Linked DNA regions of Sus scrofa: all the other regions are linked to region 2. The links are chromatin contacts, called in public Hi-C and HiChIP or PLAC-seq maps. All regions are on one chromosome and are shown on one strand. Each heading gives the region's core, a stretch centred on a gene start, on an enhancer-like site or on the middle of the called end of the contact. The rest is flanking DNA. Distances are from core to core; before and after follow the strand shown. Region 1 has its middle 9.7 kb from the start of DYSF. Region 2 overlaps ZNF638 (zinc finger protein 638). Region 3 holds the start of PAIP2B (polyadenylate-binding protein-interacting protein 2B).

Region 1 (3,415 bases), core at 11-2,510, 100 kb before region 2:
CTCCCAGAGAAGTGGGTGAGAAGACCTCCCCGGCAGGAACTCCCAATCTTACAGGGGAACCTCACTCTGCTGACTGAAGTACCACCCCCAACGTGCTCCACTTCCCACTGCCCAAAGCAAGGATCAGATCCTTGGACGGTGGGCGGCGCCTCTGTCCCCAGAGCCGCCTGCCTGCCAGTCCAGCCTGTGATAGAGAGCAAAGGCCGAGCAGAGCCGCCAGGCCTCGGCCGGGAAGAGAGCAGGATTATTAATTGGCTCGGGACCAGCCTTCCGGAGAGAGGCGGGGAGCCCTGCAGTACAACGCTTTGCAGCCCACAGCGCAGAAAGGCCTCTTTTAGGACATACAGAGAGCGGGAGGGGAGATGCTAGCCCCGACTTCCAGGCCCCCCTTAGCCCCAGTCCCGGTTCAGCTTTCAGGCCAAGGAGAAGCAACGCTCAGCCACCTCTCCCTCGTCGCCTCAGTTTGTCTCTGAGTCGCCTCTCCCCAAGGGTGCGTGTCTTTGCAACAAAGCCACTCAGCCCTGAGGGGTCTAGTCTCACCTCCCGGTGCTCTCCCGGGTGGAGAGAGGCAGTGTCCGCTCCCCGACCCCCACGCTCCCGGTCCAGGGGCATTGTGGGCCCCTCCTACCTGCAAACACAGCAGAGCAGTAGGCATCGCTGATGTCGGAGTCCTGGGTGTGGACGTTCTCCGCGTAGAGGATGAAGACCCTCAGCATGACTGGCGCGAGTCAGGGCCTCGTGCGCCCAGGGCGCAGAGAGGGCTGGGGAAGGTCGCGGAGGGCCGAGGCGCAGCTCGCGGATCCCCTCACTGGAGAGGGCTGGCGGTGGGAGGCGGGTTCTGATCACTGGCTCCTGGCTCAGAGCAGCGACTCTTCAAGAGGAACAGGCGGTCTCGGACGGCTCCAGGGGCCTCCGCTCGGTCCCCGCCCCGGCTGCGCTTAGCCCGCTGGTCAGCGAGCGCTCTGAGAACAGGGGCTTCTGCTCATCTTCCGCCCCCGCCGCCCGACCCGGGCTCGGCTGAGCTGTAATTCAATGCTCCGGCCGCAGACTCTCCCAATGACACGGCATTTTGCACCTGGCGGTGGAACAGCGGACTGGGCGGCGGCCGCGATGGCTGGGGACTGGACCAGGGCTCCGGGCACCCAGCGCAGTCCAAATCTCGCTCCCGGACAGGAGAAAGGCTTGGTCCCTCCCCTGACCTTCCACCTCAGGCAGTGCGCGACGCCAAGCCTGTCGCCTCCTCCCGCTGCGGGGATTCCAGCACTCTCCCTCGGAGCCAGCCGGACCGCCCGAGGGACACGCTGGGGAGCAGGCGCAGGGCCTGCGCTTTCCCGAGAGAAGACCGAGCTGAGGAATTTCATTGACCGGCAGCGCCTGCTGCCTTAGAAACTTTGTACGCCTCTTCTCCGGTTGTAAAAACAAAACATGCTACTTTTAACACAAAAGCATAAAAGAAAGGAATCGCTGAGTCTGAAAATTACAGTATTAACATTTGGATATTTACCAGCCCAGGCTTTCCCCTGTGAATGGCATGCCTAGAAACATGTAAATGACAGTATTTATTGTATACTTGAGATCTGAGTGTGTGCAGTCCTGTGTCCTTTTTCAAGTAACATTTTCTTGCATCATTAAACATTCTTTATAATTTTTTTCAATAGCTACATAATTTTCTATGGTATGAATGTACTGCATTCACAAAGCTTTCTTCTATTGCTGCGCACTTAGGCTCTTCCCAGATTCTTAGCATCATAAAGTGAGAAATCTATTTTGATAAAAAAAAAACTGAGATAAAACCCATCTCCAGCCCCCTCTACTTGTTCCTCAGATGGGATTCCTAGCTTTGGAATTATAAGGGCACAGGACATGCCTTTTTTAGGCCCTAGTACCTGTTGCTAAACTGCTTTCCGGGAGCTGTGTGGACCCACTCCCAGCAGTTTGGTGACTCACCTCCTAAAGTGGGCCACTTGGATGGATATGAGTGTGCAGCTGTCAGCACAACTTCTTCCCCAGCAGCACAGGGGTAGCACACACTCCCAGGGCAGGAAGGTCAGCTGCTGACAGGGAGCTGGCTTTGCCTGATATGAAGGTACCAGGAGGGATCAACACTCCCTCAAAAGTCTGTGATTTCAAGCTCAGAATAACAGGAGTTCCCGTCGTGGCTCAGTGGTTAATGGACCTGACTAGTATCCATGAGGATGTGGGTTCAATTCTTGGTCTTGCTCAGTGGGTTAAGGATCTGGCATTGCCATGAGCTGTGGTGTAGGTCGAAGACGCGACTCAGATCTGGCATTGCTGTGGCTGTGGTGTAGGCCAGCAGCTTCGGCTACAATTCAACCCTTAGCCTGGGAACCTCCAAATGCCATGGGTGTGGCCCCAAAAAGACAAAAAAAAAAAAAAAGAAAGAGATCAGAATAACAGATATTTCTTGGAATCATTTATGGTCCACCTGCTGCAATCTGCACATCCTCTCTCGCTTGCCTTTATTTAACACAATATGCGCTTAGGGGGAAAGTAAAATGAAAGGGCTTACATTTAATCATTCATTCAACAATTATGTATAGAATTCTACAACATGCCAAGCACTGTCCTTGGTGATGGGGACACAAGGGCGAACACAAGTGTCCCTGTTATGGGGCTGAACTGAGTTCTCCTAAAACCTGTACATTGAAGTACTAACCCCAGTTAAGAATGTGACTATAGGGAGTTCCTTGGTGGCCTAGCAGTTAAGGATTTGGCATTGTCACTGCTGTGGTGCAGGTTCAATCCCTGGCCCAGGATCTTCTGCATGCTGCAGGCATGGACAAAAAAAATAAAGAATGTGACTGTATTTGTAGATAGGGCCTTTAAAAACTTTGTTAAGGAGTTCCCGTCGTGGCGCAGTGGTGAACGAATCCGACTAGGAACCATGAGGTTGCGGGTTTGGTCCCTGCCCTTGCTCAGTGGGTTAACGATTCGGCGTTGCCCTGAGCTGTGGTGTAGGTTGCAGACATGGCTCGGATCCCACGTTGCTGTGGCTCTGGCGTAGGTCGGTGGCTTCAACTCCGATTCGACCCCTAGCCTGGGAACCTCCATATGCCAAGGGAGCGGCCCAAGAAATAGCAAAAAGACGAAAAAAAAAACCCAAAAAAAACTTTGTTAAGCTAAAATGAGGCTGTTAGAGGAGTTCTCCTTGTGGCTTAGTGGGTTAAGAACCTGACATAGTGTCTGTGAGGATAAGGGTTCCATTCCTGGCCTCACTCAGTGGGTTAAGGATCCGGTGTTGCCTCAAGCTGCAGTGTAGGCCGGCAGCTGTGGCTCCAATTTGAGCCCTAGCCTGGGAACTTCCATATGCTGCGGATGCAGCCCTAAAAAGAAAAAAGAGAGAGAGAGAGAGAAAAAAAAAAAAGTGAGGTTGTTAGAGTGGGCTCTAATCTAA
Region 2 (3,820 bases), core at 719-3,218:
TAGGAAGAGTCAAAAGAAAGGATCAGGAGTTCCCGTCGTGGCGCAGTGGTTAACGAATCTGACTAGGAACCATGAGGCTGCGGGTTCGGTCCCTGCCCTTGCTCAGTGGGTTAACGATCCGGCGTTGCCGTGAGCTGTGGTGTAGGTTGCAGACGCGGCTCGGATGCCGCGTTGCTGTGGCTCTGGCGTAGGCCGGTGGCTACAGCTCTGATACGACCTCTAGCCTGGGAACCTCCATATGCCGCGGGAGCGGCCCAAAGAAATAGCAAAAAAAAAAAAAAAAAGAAAGGATCATATTTAATTCTCCTTTTGGAAAGAGACTAAATATTATTTGTATAAAATTAATATTTCGAATAGGCAATAGCTTTCTAAAAATATTTATCTCCAAAGTGCCACACTAAAGGTATTAACCAATCATACCTGAAATACTGTATAAATTTACTACCTATGAAAAAGAAAAAAATTGTTCTTACTGTTGACGTAACTGTCGGCAGCTCTCAATATGAGTAGATGTGTTTTGATGCTGAATCCAATCCTATTGTAAAGAAGACAATTGCACAAATTAGAATATTCTTCGGCTGACTAATGAAATTAGGCTTATTAAAATTACACGGTATACTTTGTTTTTTCAGACTCAAACAAATCTAGTTATAAATGCCATTTGGCTACTCAAATTTTCACAAACAAAAATAAAAGGCCTCCAAACAAAAGCACTTAATACCATACCTCATTGATACCATTTTAAAACATCTTAGTATAGAAAACATTTAAAAAAATCATACCCATGGATACCCATTTTGAAGTCAAATATATATTTAAACTTGGAAAAAATAAAAGCATGGATCAGAAATAACTCATCCCAAATATAAAACAACACTCTAGAGAACACTAAAAACTCTATAAATAGAAAGGTATCTGAAACGGCATCTTCAAAATATAGTCTCAATGCCCTACACCTCTCAAATTCAAGCTAACAACATTAACAACAAAAAATCCTACCTCTTAGACCAATACCATTCCAAACAAGGTACTCACTATATTGGCAAAGGACAAGATTAGTAAAAATATGAAAAAATTCTGCTGATTGAATCTAATTTATTTTCAGGGTATAATGGAAAGTAACACCATTTCAAAGACATGATGTCCCTTAAGTTTAGAACTTTACAATGAACAAAATACTTTATTGTACATAACTTCATTCACAAATTTGCCCTAAAATTACATTCTGTACCCATAAATTTCTCCTGGAAGATACATCTGATTTTTCTTTTAAGGCAATAATACAGTTTTCAAAGATACAGTCCCCCAAGTAAAATAATTACTTAAAAGCAACATGTATATTACTCAAAGTTTTACTGTTTCTCCAGCATTTGCAAAGGCAAAAAAATTACTGAACAGTTTTGTGTTTTATAACTTTCCTAGAGGAAAATGTTACTCATTTCCATTTCAAAAACATTTCAGTCTGTCATTGCTAAAGACGAACTAGAAATATTCACAGTTAAAAACCAGAGTTGACACTAATTTTGGAATCTGCCTTGTCAAGAACTACCTGAAAATAAGTGCACACTACTTGCAGTACTCAGCAGCAGGTTATGACAAACCCTAAACTATTTCATTAAGCCATGGAACTGATTGTGGATTGCAAAAAAGAAATGTCTGCACATCCTGCTCAGTGATACAAGTAGAAGTCTAGAAGAGATTGGCAGTTAAGGAGTCTCTAGTAATACTAAACCCATGTCTTTGACATTAACTGGATACTGTTTACATCAAACAGACACACTGGCAGGTACTGAGCTGGGCATGATTTACTTGGACCATAAGATGTTTCATTTGAATAAGTTGCCAACATATAAAATCCCAAAGATTTCCAGCTTTTCTTGAAAAAATATGAAGAAATAATACCGTACATGTATTTGATACAGCAGCTATCAGCTGATGCTGACAACTTATTTGAGGCATACTCCTCCAGTTCTATCTACATACACACACCTACTTTCTTTGTGTCTTAACAGGCCCACTGCACTCACTGACATTACTTGTTTTAAGCTCAGTAAATATATCTACGCCACTTCAATTTCTAGACTCTCCAGTAAGAAAAGGGTCCAAAAGCAGTGCTGCCTCTCCAGAGAAAAAGTGATAATTACCTACAAAGCAGGAGATGCAAGGACTGTAGACTTAAGTGGGCCCAGAATCAAACTGTGAAAAATACCTACCCTATCAGAGCTCTCTATCCTTCAATTACTTCAAAAATCTTTTACATTAGTCACTATTTTCTCAAACTGAATTATTTCTGTCAAAAGGTATGGTTCTATCCAAGGACATGCTTCTAAACCAAGTGGGAACAGTCAAAAAGACATAACTTCTAAATCAAGGGACTGCTCCTCCTCTGTTTGAACCTCAATTTAGAAAATAAATAATTTCACATTCCATTGTAGTCTTTTTCAGGCTATAGTTTTAGAGACTCAGAGGTGAGGAACATATTGTCACATGTTACTTAGCAAGAAAAAAATCTCCAATTGGTAATTTATATTTATTGGTTACATATGTATAATGTTGAATACATGCACACTTACAAGGCAGCAATATACGTCACAGAAAAAAGAGAGGTAGTTTGTACCACCTAAATCCACATCCACAAATCCCTATAATTTGTCATCCAGTAGTGAAGAATTCATTAGTTAGGTAAAATGAGCTGTTCTGTTAAAAGGTCTGTTTTAAATGACAATCTCTGCGAACTCTAATGATGATGCACTTTTTTCCCTAATTTTTACTTTTACCATATTAACCCATATTTTCCCCAACTTACACATGAATAACTAAGGTAGCCTCCAGTCAGGTGCCTAACCTATCAATTCTCATTTCCTATGCATCCGGAATACATCAGCCAGATTTACCTCCCTAAAATAATTTTTAACGTGTCACTTCACAGATTAAGAACCTTAATTACCTTCCTAATGCCTTCCACTTCAAGTCTAAACTCCTTAGGCTAGCTCTTCAGGGCCCTTCATACTTATTGTTGCTCTTATCTGAAATGTCATCCCTCCTCCCTTGAGTATATCTAAGCTTACTCATCATTCAAGACCCATCTTCAACCTACTCCATGAAGTCTTCCCCCCCACATCACTCCAGACAGACTTAGTGCAGCTCGTCACTCAGTCTTCTTTAACTAGACTACAGAAGTCTTCTGGTGTCAGAAAGTATAATACACTTTTAATTATATACTGCTAAATACACAAGAGATGTTAATAAATTGATAATGCTGGCCTGGACTGATATAAGCCTGTAATCAGGATAAAAATATTAAATCTCTCTCCCCCTATAGCATACCCAAACAAGTTAATTACGATCACTGAATCATTTGTTCCCCTCCAATATTTAAAAAATTTTCTAGGTGTGTAATTTTTCTCTTCAATGAGACTGTTAATAACTATGTAGAAGAACAGTTTTATACAGTTCATTTCCATCCCTGCACCTAATACAGTCATGTACAAAGCCAGTAAACAACTACTGAAAAAAATGTATATCATTTCTATTCTACAGACTAAAAGTTAAAACTCTTAAAGATATTTTTCCTGGCTTCATCATGACTACTTGAAAGTTCAAAATCACTGGAATACAGAGAGCCTAACACTCAATTCAGTGATTAGGCTAGGGCTATTTACAGATTTTAATTAAGCATTATGAATTATTCTAGGTTTTCCAAGGCTATGTGATCCCCTTTGATGGGGGAAAGCAATAATTATTTTATTAGAACTCAGCATATCTGGCTAAAATGAGGTAGAATGCGGCTTTCCTTTGCTGCAGTTAACCTTTATGACAA
Region 3 (3,402 bases), core at 558-3,057, 110 kb after region 2:
AACAGATCTTCAGGTTCACATAGTATCTTTGCACGATCAGAATTACTCTTTGATCATCAAAGGACACTATCAACAGAGAAAGGCAACCCACAGAAGGGAAGAAGGTATTTGCAAATCATATATCTGATAAAGGATTACTATTCAGATATACACAGAACTCATGCAATTCAAAAGCAAACAACAACAAAACCAACCTGATTTTAAAATGTGCAAAGGATTTGTATAGATATTTCTCCAGAGAAGATATACAAATGTCCAAAAAGCACATGAAAATGTGCTCAACATCACTAGTAATTGGAAAAATGTAAACCCAAACTATAATGAGATACCACTTCACATTCATTAGAATAGCTACTATTCAAAAAAAAAAAATCAGGAAATAGCAAGGGTTGGCAGGATGTGGAGAAATTGGGAAACTTGTTCACTAACAGTGAGAATGTAAAATGTTGTAGCCTCTGTAGAAAACAGTGGTTCCTCCAAAAATTAAACATAGAATTACCATATGACCCAACAATTCTTCTTCTGAGTATATACCTAAAAGAACTGAAGGAATGAAAGGATATAAACATATACAACCATAATAGCATTACTCACAATACTCAAACTCTATTGGCAGGTTAATGGATAAATAAAAGGTGGTACACAATTAAATATTCAGCTTTAAAAAGCAATGAAATTCTGATACATGCTATAGTGCTCTAACATGGGTGAACCTTGAAGATATTATATTTAGTGAAATGTCATACACAAAAGGACAAATATTGCATAACTCCACTTATATAAAGTATCTACAAGAGTCAAACTCATAGACTCAAAACATAGAATGGTGATTTCCAGGGGATGAGGGAAGAGGAGATGGGACGTTATTGTTTAATGGGTGCAGAATTTCAGTTTGGGATGATGAAATCATTCTGGAGGTAGAGAGTGGGGACGGTTGCACAATAATGTGAATATACTTAATGCCCCTGAAACGTGTAGTTAAAATATCTAAAACAGTAAAAATTTATGTTATGTGTATCTTACCACAGTAAAAATAAAAGAGATACGCTTCGAGGAGGGAGAACTCATTGTCACTGCTGTGGCTCAAGTTACAAAAAAAGAAAAAGGAGAAATTCCCATTTCCAGAAGAATAAAATTCAAAGTCCTTAGAAGCAACGATTGGACAACTTAAGTCCAAAGGGAAAGTAAGGTTTTATTTTTTAAAACACTCAAGAAGCAGGATTTGTCTCTAGAAATGTGGGAGTCCTTCTGCTTCCCTCCAGCCTTTCCAAGGAGCCCTACTCCCCAAATTTCCACAACAGAGGCTGCTTCAGTTTTAAGTCAGTTTTGCTCAAGGCACCTCCCTTGGTAATTGACAGCTGGGGAAATCCCACTGAGGTCCGCCCACAGGCCCCTCTTCGCTAGACTGAGTGGCGCAACCGGTGGGAGGAGCTGCTGGCTCAGCCAATGGAAGGAAACCGGAGCAAGAGCTTGTGTAAACAAACCCAGAGGTGCTGCGCCTTGGGCTCCTCCCCCACGTGGGGGCCAGAGGGATCCCTGGCCCAGGGCCGATCCTGGACTAGCGTAGCGTCTTTTCAGCCAATCAGAGCTCATGTCTCTCGCAAGGCGACGCTCCATCCCTAGGGAAAGAACCAAGGGAGCGAAAAGACAGACATTAATACCAATCGGAAGCTGGAACTTCTGAGGGAGGGGGCGGGAATTGCTTCACGTTTAGACCAATAAGAAGCACACGTGCCGTTCTAGGCGACTGAGCGGCATCCTCCTACGTCCAATAGACGAATGGGGCGGTGCCCAGCAACCAATGGCTTCGGTTCGGGGGCGGGGTGAGGAGCTAGTGTGGTGTAAGAGGTAACCTGGCGAGTGGCAGCAGCGCTCCTCGGGTCCTGTGGCTCACGCTTTGGTACTAGAGGCCGGACTGTTCTGGCGACCGCGACCTCTGCGGCAACGGCTGAAGTTCTCGGAGGAGTATCGGAGTACGGTCTGGAGGAGAGGCTTCTGGTCTGCCCAGGTGGGCTCGGTCGCCCGGGCTGCCGGGGAGGAAACCTGAGGGAAGCGCCGTTCTGTCGACTCTGGGGGTGCCCTGCGCCTCCTTTTCCGCCGCCGTCGGGATTGTGAGGGGCTGCGCGCGGCTTCCTGAGCTCCTGAGGGGAGGGTTAGCAGACAGGTCCCATGTCGCAGTCATCGGCGAGAAGGGGCGGTCGCTGGGATCAGCCCCTGTTCCTCGGGGGTGCTGGGCGGTCTTTAGTCCCTTTCTCCCCCAACAGGCGCACTAGTCTTCCACCCTCAACTTCCCTGAACCCTCTTAATCCCCTTCTAACGGACTAAAATCTCTGTCTTGCGAGTCCTCTTAACTGCCCCGGTGCTACACTGCTAAGCAAATTGGCTAGTACTGCCTCCTCGCGTCCTCTTCCCAGAGATAGGAAGGGGGAGGAGTCGCGCACGTTCGCCCCTCCCCCATTCAAGGCGCCCCCGGACCCCCCCCCCCGCATTATTTGCTTTTCTTAAACTCCTTCTGCTTCCTCTGCTACTCTAGTCCTCTTTCTTGACACCTAATTTGAGTTAGGAACCTTGGCCACTTCTCTTCCTTTCAGCCAGTAAGTCCTTTACTCCTTCCCACCCCCCTAAATTTCATTCTCACCTTTCATGGAAACTAACATTTTCCACTCGCCCCTTACAGGCAGCTGGAAGGTGAACGCGAGAGAGGAAGAATACACTGTACAGGGAACTTTGCAAGGTTGGGAACTTTTAATCGGTTTTGTTAATGGTAAACCATTCTTGCCTTTCTTAAAAAGGCATCTGATCATTATATCCTTGCCGGAATCTTTGTCCCATTACAGTTGTTTTGGTAATAATTTTTGAACATGCAGACGAGAAGGGTTATTGGCAGCAAGAAATTTTAAATGTTATTTTTAAGTAGATAGAATTGGATTATACTTGAAACAGCTTAACGGCGCTTCTAGAGTTTGCAGGGTAAGTAAGGACTTGACCATCCTACTTTGTCATAACATATAGGATACACATTAGCTGTATTGCACAATGTGATTTGATCTCACTCAGCCTGTGGATAATATAGCATTGACTCTGTTTAAAAACAGCATTGTTTATTCCCCTTTCACAATTTGTGTTCACCTTCATAGTTATCAGTTTGGATTTCAATAGTGTTGGTTCTATCCATATGTTTCTAGATAGAAGTACCAATTATGTTGTGCCTAAATAAAATATGCCAAGAATTTTATGAGGAAAAGGTAACTTATTGTACTCAGTTTTGATTGAGACTTTAGAGTTTTGAAAATATTAGTGTATTTGTTTGACAGTGAGGATTTTGTTGGTAGGGATGGAGGAAATTGAAGTATTGGGTTAAGCCTGATGGGTCCTTTAGCCTGTGTGCGTGGGGATGGGGTG

Evidence for each region. A called contact is a pair of places that touch in the nucleus more often than the background predicts. HiChIP or PLAC-seq counts read pairs in DNA pulled down with a chosen protein or histone mark.
Region 1: a contact with region 2 is called in an H3K27ac HiChIP or PLAC-seq map of skeletal muscle. The contact joins two enhancer-like sites. A contact is called at or near these places in 2 of 47 Hi-C or Micro-C datasets (embryonic fibroblasts and skeletal muscle) and 1 of 2 datasets of contacts at active chromatin or transcription factors (skeletal muscle).
Region 3: a Hi-C map of skeletal muscle shows a contact between it and region 2, with 2.5 times the contacts expected there. The contact joins the promoter of PAIP2B here to the enhancer-like site in region 2. A contact is called at or near these places in 10 of 47 Hi-C or Micro-C datasets (embryonic fibroblasts, epiblast stem cells, heart right ventricle and 4 more) and 1 of 2 datasets of contacts at active chromatin or transcription factors (skeletal muscle).

What each region holds. Positions count from the first base shown.
Region 1 is chr3:71,245,676-71,249,090 of Sscrofa11.1, forward strand. No RefSeq gene overlaps it. Among named protein-coding and RNA genes, the nearest start is that of DYSF, 9.7 kb to the left of the region's middle. Within about 2 kb of position 1,261, at least 17 of the 83 cell types and tissues checked have an H3K27ac peak or open chromatin away from gene starts, as enhancers often do. A contact at or near this core is called in skeletal muscle, where this site is marked.
Region 2 is chr3:71,344,638-71,348,457 of Sscrofa11.1, forward strand. ZNF638 (zinc finger protein 638) reads right to left here. Exons shown (of 28, transcript XM_013996059.2): 3 at 474-535. Among named protein-coding and RNA genes, the nearest start is that of ZNF638, 78 kb to the right of the region's middle. Within about 2 kb of position 1,969, at least 1 of the 83 cell types and tissues checked has an H3K27ac peak or open chromatin away from gene starts, as enhancers often do. A contact at or near this core is called in skeletal muscle, where this site is marked.
Region 3 is chr3:71,450,946-71,454,347 of Sscrofa11.1, forward strand. PAIP2B (polyadenylate-binding protein-interacting protein 2B) reads left to right here and starts at 1,808. Exons shown (of 4, transcript XM_013996061.2): 1 at 1,808-2,008.